2 separate regions of the Mus musculus genome follow, and region 1 is linked to region 2. The links are chromatin contacts, called in public HiChIP or PLAC-seq maps. All regions are on one chromosome and are shown on one strand. Each heading gives the region's core, a stretch centred on a gene start, on an enhancer-like site or on the middle of the called end of the contact. The rest is flanking DNA. Distances are from core to core; before and after follow the strand shown.

What was found. HiChIP or PLAC-seq counts read pairs in DNA pulled down with a chosen protein or histone mark.
Region 1: a contact with region 2 is called in an H3K4me3 HiChIP or PLAC-seq map of embryonic stem cells, with 27 read pairs. The contact joins the enhancer-like site here to the promoter of Kin in region 2. A contact is called at or near these places in 3 of 39 promoter capture datasets (embryonic stem cells and liver), 1 of 15 datasets of contacts at CTCF or cohesin (the NIH/3T3 cell line), 3 of 484 Hi-C or Micro-C datasets (embryonic fibroblasts, neurons and trophectoderm), 19 of 115 datasets of contacts at active chromatin or transcription factors (VIP interneurons, craniofacial prominence, embryonic basal ganglia and 9 more) and 2 of 9 other capture datasets (adipose tissue and liver).

The regions. Positions count from the first base shown.
Region 1 is chr2:10,259,635-10,264,484 of GRCm38.p6, forward strand. No RefSeq gene overlaps it. Among named protein-coding and RNA genes, the nearest start is that of Gm31496, 46 kb to the right of the region's middle. Within about 2 kb of position 3,192, at least 35 of the 459 cell types and tissues checked have an H3K27ac peak or open chromatin away from gene starts, as enhancers often do. A contact at or near this core is called in embryonic stem cells, oligodendrocyte precursor cells and trophoblast stem cells, where this site is marked.
Region 2 is chr2:10,078,786-10,083,167 of GRCm38.p6, forward strand. Kin (Kin17 DNA and RNA binding protein) reads left to right here and starts at 1,827. Exons shown (of 5, transcript NM_025280.2): 1 at 1,827-1,959. The coding sequence starts at 1,846. Atp5c1 (ATP synthase, H+ transporting, mitochondrial F1 complex, gamma polypeptide 1) reads right to left here and starts at 1,725. Exons shown (of 10, transcript NM_020615.4): 1 at 1,563-1,725. The coding sequence starts at 1,618.

The DNA of each region.
Region 1 (4,850 bases), core at 1,942-4,441, 180 kb after region 2:
CTCAGTGTACAAGTCTCAGATCTCAGAGCTTTTCAGAGTCTAAAACATTCGTGGGAGCTTCCATATTGGTGCTTGGAAGTTCCAGACTTTGCAGTGGAAGATCCACATACCTACAGTGAAATCTTATGCTGACCAGAGCCTCTCATCTCTGCCACTTGTCCCCTTTCTTTTACTTCAGCATCAGAATTGCTCTGGGGGCTACGCTTGAATCCTCCTCGTTCCCCACTTCCTACCCATGGTTTGCATCACTTAATGGATCCAAATCTCTGATACCACAGAGATTCCCGTGTCCAACTCCAGCTCTAGCCCCCTTAGCAGGATTTTGGACCTCTTTTTTTTTCTGTGATGCAGGGTCCCTTCTTTATTCCAGTATTTCTGAAATCTTTCCTAGTCTCCTTTGATGAATTTCTTTCCTCCTATTGACTGTGCAGTTGCCCTGGGGCTCCTCCTGGTACTCCACACCAGATCTCCTCAGTGCCTACTCTTTGTCTCTGCAATGAGGGCTCTAGAATTCACCTCTGTCCCCAGAGGTTACTCTGACTTTATCTCAAACCCAGGAACTAAAGCAAACTCTCCTTCAAAGTGTCCATAGCTGCATGGGGCCTTGGATCTGGGAACCTGAGCCAAAAGGAAGGAAAAACTCCAGCGTTTCTCCTTTGCTGTTTTTCAGGCTGCCATAAAGATAGACATGCATATTCATGAGCTGGGTACATTTCGTAGGGAGCTGAGTTTCTCAACTAATTGTATCATCTTATTATTTTTTTAATTTTCTAAAATTTTATCTTTTAATTAGCTTACCAGGTATCAGATTTCCTTGAGGCTTTGCCTGCGGCGCTAGCTTTTGCTGTCTCTCGCTCTTGGTGCCCCTCTTCCTGATCATATTGTTTTCCCCAAACAATAGCTGTGTTTGTGCGAGAGCAGACCCAGGGTCCAACAGCTTCCTGGGGATTTCTGATGATGGAAGTTGAACACCGTACTCCACAAACTCATTGACATGACCACAAAGTAACTTCATCAAACTGTGAGCGTAAAATTCATTGTAATACGATTTTCGAAATAAACTCTGTTTCAGACTTACAAAAGCAATGCAGAAAATACAGTATTCAGAATAGTTCAATGTAAATGAAGGCCTGAACGGCAGGCTTATACCTGTTCGTCCTGTTAAGGTTTCCAACTGGAAGCCCACCCTCATTTCTGTGGTATTTCAGGCATTAAGATGAGCTCTTAAAAAAAAAGTCCTAAATAAATAAATAAATACATAAATAAATAAATAAGTACTCAAACCATGCAGTCTGGCTTCTACGCTGTAGGTTCATATGGAAAGCTACAAGAGAAACAACCCTTTCCACAGACAGGTAAAACCAGCTCAAAATTCAGTTCAAAAGTGAGGTGTCTAGCCATGGAGATGGTTTAGTTGGTGTTTGGCAAGACCTGAGTTCAGTCCCCAGAATTGTCTTTAAAAAGATGAGCGTAGTGAGCAAGCTGCGGATGAAACCGAGACCTTGTCTCCAAAAACTGGGGGTGAGGGGGTTGGAATGGGAGGTGGGGAGGAGGTGGGGGGGCATGGGGGGAGGTGGGAGGATGAGATAGGCATTCAAGATTGACCTCTAACCTCTATGTCCATACATATGCAAATGTATACACACAATCAACACACACACAAAGTGATGTGTATTTAGAAAAATACTCGAAGCCCAGGAATATTCTAGAAGCTGAATGTTCTAGAACTTGTAAGCAATGCCTTCTCCTTTGAATTCTTCATCTGCCTAATTGGGACACTATGGCATCCCTCAGTGAGAACTACGCTGTTGAAGTGAACATAACCGGAAAGCTTATACATAGTCCAATGACATTAGCCTTCTACTCTGTTCAAGCAATTTACCCCCAGCACAAACACTTCCTCAAAACGGACGTGTTTCCTCATACGCATTCAGAAGGAATGTCAGGAGCACAGAGCAAAGGGAGGGTGTCAGCCAGTCTTTCTGTGCAGCCCAGAGATAAATTTATTTTGTTAGGGTCACAGACAGCAGTCAGATTTACAGAGCTTCAAAGAAATAGGGGGTTAAGTAAGAGGTTAAGGCAGGGAGCAGGAATTGTTTGTACCCTTAGGCAAAGAAGAAATGCTATTTCATCTAGAACAGTGGTTCTCAACCTTCCTAATGCTGCGACCCTCTAATACAATTCCTTACGTTGTACTGACCCCTAGCCATAAAGTTAGTATCATTGCTACTTCATAACTGTGATTTTTGATATTGGGGGTAGAAGTTACCAAAGGGCCTCCACCTGAAGTTGACAATCACCAATCTAGATCTTACTGAACTGCTTTGGAGGTGAACAACACCCTAGGATGTTACAGGTTGTTCAAAAAACACCATAAAGGAAAAGGGAAATAAATTGCTTGGAAGAAGCAAAATTTCAGAGAGAATGAAAACCTTCCCTTGTCTCAGGCCCAGTTTCTTGGATATGGCTGGCCTGACTGCTGTGAGCTTCTCTTTTGGGGGGCAAATGAAAATGAATGGGGAGCTTCACCTGTGGCCTCCCTGGGTCCCTGGGACACCAAGCTTCTGCCTGTACACTTCAGACATATAACGGGGCTGGGGGAATGGGGGAGGTGGCAGGAGGTGTGTGTTTATATGCTCGCAGCCTGTAGCTGATCACTGTAGTTGGCCTTTGGTTTTGCCAGCGGATTGGTGCAGCATACAGTGTGAGGTCTGATAGGTAAACTTCACAAGGAGTCATTAGGATGGCCACTGTCTTCCAAGTGTTTGCTACTGGATGAAAAGAGTGTCTAGAAAGGACCAGCAATATGGAGCATGGGGAGAGAGAGCAAAGCCTCAACCTAGCAGCTAGGCTTTTCTGCTGGACCCATGGCTGACTGACATTTTCTCAATTTAAATCCTTAGATCCCAGGAGACCTAGATACTAGTTCCTGCAGAAGTGTTGGAAGTTCATTGTTCTTGCTTTTCCTCAGGCATACCAAGACACATCTTTCAGTCTGCAGATTTTGGGAGCAAATCATTGTGAGAAAGAAGCACCCAGAAACACACCCAGGAGCTGTGAAGGGGGCTGTGGAGAGCAGAGCAAGAGGTAGCTGGGCAGAAATAGCGAGACAGACTCATATGCATATTGAGTGGCTTTGGAAGTGTCACTTGTCTTCCTGTGAGAAGCGTAGACAATGCAGCTATTGACATGATTAATGAGAACCTTGGGCAGCACCAGGCAGAGAGGGCGTCAGGCTGAGAAGAAGTGAGAGCAGCTTCCTTCCTTACTGTCAGCCACTCGGCAGCTGGGTCTTGGGATGAGCCTTGCCCTAGTTTTTGCAAAGAGGTAAGCAAGTCTCCAGGAGTTTTGCAAATGAACTATGCTCCCAGTGGCTGGAGAGAATGGGATGAGAAGGGGGATGGGTCATATGCAAATGAGGTACGTTCCCAATGGCTGGAGAGAAAGAGTTGAGAAAGACTGCTGAATGAGTATCCTGGGCCAGACATGGTGGCACATACCTTTAATCCCAGCACTTGGGAAGCAGAGACAGGAGGATCTTTGCAAGTTCGAGGCCAAACTGGTGTCTATAGCAAGTTTCAGGACAGCCAGGACTACATAGCCTGTCTCAAAAAAAGTAGAAAGAAGGCATGCGTGGCGCACATCTTCAATCCCAGCACTCAGGAGGCAGAGGCAGGTGGATTTCTGAGTTCGAGGCCAGCCTGGTCTACAGAGTGAGTTCCAGGACAGCCAGGGCTACACAGAGAAACCCTGACTCGAAAAACCAAAAAAAAAAAAAAAAAAAAAAAAAAAAAAAAAGAAAGACGGGGCTGAAGAGAGTCAGTGAGGTGAGCTCAGTGGATAAACACCTGCCTCACAACAATGTGGACCAGGGTTTACGTCCGCAGGTCCAATGTAAATACCAGGAAGCACGAGGCTGGGCTGGCCAGCCGGGTTAGCTGAATTAGTGAGACCCCTGTGATATCAACCTCTGGCCCCTCACACAGCCGCACACAGTGTTATCCCTGTACATCCGTGCTCCTCACACAGTGGGAAAGATGAAGTCAAGGGACCTGAAATATAAACAATAGCAAGCTGGCTTCCAGGTCAAGGATGTCTTAACTTAGGCATCCTAACGAAGCTCTCCATAGCAGATAGTTCTTTGCTGCTATGTTCTGCAGACGACCAGACTTCGCTGTCAGACTTGGGTCCCTGTCCTGTTTTAAGCCTAATACACCCAGCACAGGTCCTCAGAAAAACCCTCCCTACCTCTCAGTGAACGCCTCCTTCAAGCATAAAACCTATGACTGTTTTGGGGTTTGTTTCTTTTAAACCTACCTTCCTCCACAGCACTTTAGCATTTAGGCCACCTCTGTTCCAAAGACCTCCTTGTGAGGTCAGGGGAGGCAAGTCTAGTCTTTCTGGGTCAAGGTGCAAGCTACCCCTAGTAAGCCACTGATGGCCACACAGCCAGTGTGAAGCAGCACTGGGCTATCAGCACCTGGCCCTGTGAGGTAATTTTTCCCAGAGGCAAATGCTGTTGCTGCCCCTCTTTGCCTGGGGTCTACTAGGATTACAGCTAAATGAGCTGGGGAGGAGGGGAGGAAAGGGAAGAAAAAAACTCAGCAGGTTAAGTAGAGCCAAACCCTATCCCCACAGTGTAGATCCCAGGCTGCTGTCCTTGCCCAGCCTGCTGGTGAAGAATGGAGTTTATTATGTGGGGGCAGAAAGGGAGGTCTGGGAGGTGTTAAGCAGAGAAAACGGGTTGAAATTCAAGATGAGGGGATGCTGGCAGCCCGGCGCCTGCTGTTCGACAGTCTGATGAACTCCGATAAACCCGGGAGCATTTTACAGCCCCTCTGATACAGCCG
Region 2 (4,382 bases), core at 577-3,076:
TACCTAGCTAACTCTCAAGAAAACATTGGAAGCGTATCAAATTCTGACAGTGGCCTCACTACACTTGACAAAAGAATAGTCTTTTCACACATTGTATACACAAACACGGGAGACAGCTGATGTTTGCTGAGGACCACTGGATGCCAACAAAGACCCTTCACATCTTATCACCTAAGAAGTGCCAACTGGTGCAGGGCAGGCACTCCACAAATATCTACTGGCTGAAGGAGACACAACTGAGAATGCAACTGTTATTGACCTCCATATAAGTAACTCAAGCTGACTTCCAAGGTTAATCTAACAACATCTGAACGAACACACACACACACACACACACACACACACACACACATTCTCTGGAACTCCTTTTGCAGACTAGGCTGGCCCAGAACTCAGACACCCACCTGCCTCTGCATCCTGAGTTGCTGAGATCAAAGGTGTGCACCACCAACATTCTTCCAATACATAGTTCATATCTATCGTATTTAATTGCCTCACTACTTTGGAGTCTTAGCATATTGCTACAAATTCTTTGCTTAATGAAAGAACTATTTCAACTAGTTCTTGGCAGTTCTCTAACCTAGGTTACAAAACCCTAGTTCAGTGCTGGAGCGCCTTAATAATCCTCTGTACCATAAAAACAAGGAACCACTAAAACACTGTCCACAGTTAACAATCTCCTTAGCACCAGTTCTTCTAGCAGTCTAGCTTCAAAGTAGTTCATGTTATTATACAACGTCACCCATAAGTCACGTTTTACCTGACCTTCCCTGGGCATTCTAATATACAACTATTTTATTTTGCACAGAGGATTAGTATTTAAAGTCGCCCAACCTTATGGTATCCCTTTATCAAATGGAGGCTAACAAATGTAACTGTATTAAGGCCTCCTCCTCCTACCGAGGGACCTTGGGACAGTTTTATGACCTTGCAGAGATTGTACTTCAACACGAGGGCATGATGACAATGGCAATGTCTTTCTCTTCCTCATCGGCAGATTTTTTTAAACCCCTTTAGCACCAAGGCGACCAGCAGGTTCAGGCGGGGGCTGATTTTGAGTTCCTTCGTTTCTCCAGTACCCAGCAAAGAGTCGGATGGCTACACAGTGAATGCCTTACCAAAGAGCTCAAGCAAGCCATCACACCTTAAAGGGTCACGCTGCTCCCCCGTGCAGTGTTTCACAGGGCTTCAAAGCCAAAAGTTACAACCAAACGTTCCCCGGTCGCCCCTTCACCTTCAGGGCCTTTCTAAAGACTTTGCAAGCTGTGCTCCCGGGTACGGAGCGGAAGTACGGAGTTGATCGAAACCCAGATGGCTCCAAAGCTCAACCCGAATCCCGTCCGGGTCCCGAGGTCCCGGATGGCCGTTCCAGTCTCAGGGGATCAGACCGTGACCTTGTTCTCTTTGACCCCTACCAGGGGTCCGGCACGCAACCTTCCAGCTCTGCAGACATCCCCGCGGCCTGAGCTGGGGCCTTCTTCCGCCAGGAGTGAGCATGCAGCTCCATCCCTCCTGCCTCGCAGCAAGCCCGAGCCCCCGCATCCCTCCCGATGTGGTCCTACCATTGCGGCTGCACGGCGCAGGCCGACAGCCCGACAACGCTCGCCCGCGAGAACATGGTGGAGCCTTGAAGGTCGGGCAGACGGGACTCAGTGCGCGTGCGCGGGAGCTCAGGCGCCCCGGCCCGCTCCGCCTGCGTCCTCGGTCTCGCTAAATCTCGTGAGCGCCGAAGCCGCGAGTTCCCTGGCCCCACCCATTTCCTGCTGTCAATTTCGGTCCCGCCTGTCCCCGCGCTGAGCCAGTTCCGCTTCCGACCGCTTTGTAGTTGTAGCGCTCAGGGTCGCCATGGGCAAGTCGGATTTTCTGAGCCCCAAGGCCATCGCCAATAGAATTAAGTCCAAAGGGCTCCAGAAGCTTCGCTGGTACTGCCAGATGTGCCAAAAGCAATGCCGCGACGAGGTAAGTGACTCAGGCTGGCCGCGACCCCTCCCTCGGCTTGGAGCCCTCTCCGGCGCAGTCTTCCCCAGCTCGGCGCGAAGCCCTCCAGCTCCACGAGAAGTGGTCGCAGACAAGCACTCACTGATCGCTTACAATCGCTAGGCTGAGCACTGAGGTTTTACATTTAGACTTCCCTGGTGGGGTCGGTCGGTCAAGACGAGGAACTCAAGTTGCTCCGCTTAATAGTGACATGGGCTTGGCCACTACTGGTAAAGTAGAGGTAATAGTTGTACCCACCGGCAAGATTGTCGCCGAGTTTTTTCATGGAGAGAAGAACTCTCCATGACATAAATGCTTCATTCCCGACTTGCTACTGCTATCCTATAGTTTCAGTATGTGGGTTCCCAAAGGTACAGGCGTGCAGTCCATCGCACCTAGGAGTGACCGCTAAGTGTTTTTCCATATTTGCTTACATCATATAGTAAATTATATAAATATATGAATATCAGTATACCTTCACCCTTGAAGACTTAATTGTGTAATCAACATAACAAGTAATCGTATTATCTTTTCAATTAATGCCAAAATGCCACCAATATAACAGAACTAATAAAAATTCTTGTACATTATCTGATACATATTTTTGTTTTAGAGACAGTATCTCAGTATGTAACTTTGGCTGGTCTGGACCTCACCAGGCTGGCCAAAAAACGAGATAGACCTGCCTCTGCTTCCCAAGTGCTGGTTGATATCAGAGATATACACCACCCTACTTTATATTAATACTTTCTTGGTAGTCTTGTGGTGGCGATGGGGACCAGAGAGGTTGTTTATTAAGCAGTGCTACAAGTTTTGTTTAATGTCTTATGTATGCCTGGCAAATGCTCTACCACTGAGCCCTCATGCACTGCGTCATATTTCTGTTATCTTATTTTGGTGTATGTGTTTATGCATGTGTGCATGCTGCACCAAACAGATACATCCATACGGAGATCAAAGGGCCACATGTAAATGGTTATTTCCTTCCAGCTTGAGGGTCCTGGGATTGAAGTCATGTTGTCACATCTGGCACCAAGCGCCTTTAGCCACTGAGCCATCTTACTGACCTTATGCCACCTTCTTAGTAAGTCATCACAGACTGAACCCAGTCCCACTGCCACTGACTGGATTGCAAAACTCTGTGCATGTTATTGTTTTTCTAAGACAGGGTTTCTCTGTGTGGCCCTGGCTGTCCTGGAACTTGCTCAGTGAACCAGGCCCAGGCTGGTTTTGAACTCATAGATATCTGTCTCTGCCTTTTTAGTGCTGGGACTAAAGGTGTGCAACGCCATTGTCCAGCTTCAAAACTCTGACTTACTTACACTCATTTCTTTCTTATTTATTGTTTCTTTTGTTTTTTGCGATAGGGTTTCTCAGTGTAGCCCTGGCTGTCATGGAACTCTCTCTGTAGACCAGGCTGGCCTCGACCTTCCAAATGCTGGGATTAATGGTGTGCTCCATCACCACTCAGCTCAGTTCTTTTTTTTTTTTTAAATATTTGTTTATTTATTATATGTAAGTACACTGTAGCTGTCTTCAGACACTCCAGAAGAGGGCGTCAGATCTCATTACAGATGGTTGTGAGCCACCATGTGGTTGCTGGGACTTGAACTCAGGACCTTAGCAAGAGCAGTCGATGCTCTTAACCGCTGAGCCATCTCACCAGCCTCAGCTCAGTTCTTAACCTTTTAGTTATCCATGGACCATCTACAATTTTTGCCTAATTTGTGCACTGCCTGAAAGAAATGATCAAGTTTTACTTTAAAAGAAATTTGGTATCAAAGACCAGTATTGCTTTTCATAAATTAAAATATGGATCAAAATGAAACCAAAATATTATTCAATTCTAGAAACCTAATGGATTGGAAGGGGTGGAGGGGATATCATGGCTCTGGCCTTCCTTCCTGTCAGTTTTCCCAGTATTTCAAGATGGGGACAGAAAAGGGAACATGTAAGAGCCACGCCCTCCTTCCCTTGAGTAGGGAAGGCAGGGAATGTACCTGAGGCCAGCCAGCCAGAATCAGCATCCCTACCAAGAAAACACAATAAACAGACCTGCTCATGTGTCCTCTTCTCATGAGAACTTATGTTCAGAAGAACATTTGAGGATGGTGGAATGGGTGACAGATGTGGTGGCACACACCTGAAATCACTGCACTTCACAGACAGAGACAGGAAGTCTCAAGTTTCAGACCTGACGCTGCAGTTTAAGGCTTATGCCCCCATGTCCACCTCATTACTTCCTGGTTTAAAAAGTGTTTTTCAACTATTTTCCCCCTCTTGCTAGTTTCCTTCTAACTCCCAGGACAGAGTCCTTTTTCAATATTGCTTTGTAACCTTTAACATTTTTTTGGTTTTTTGGTTTTTTTTTTTGTTTGTTTGTTTGTTTGGTTTTTTTTGAGACA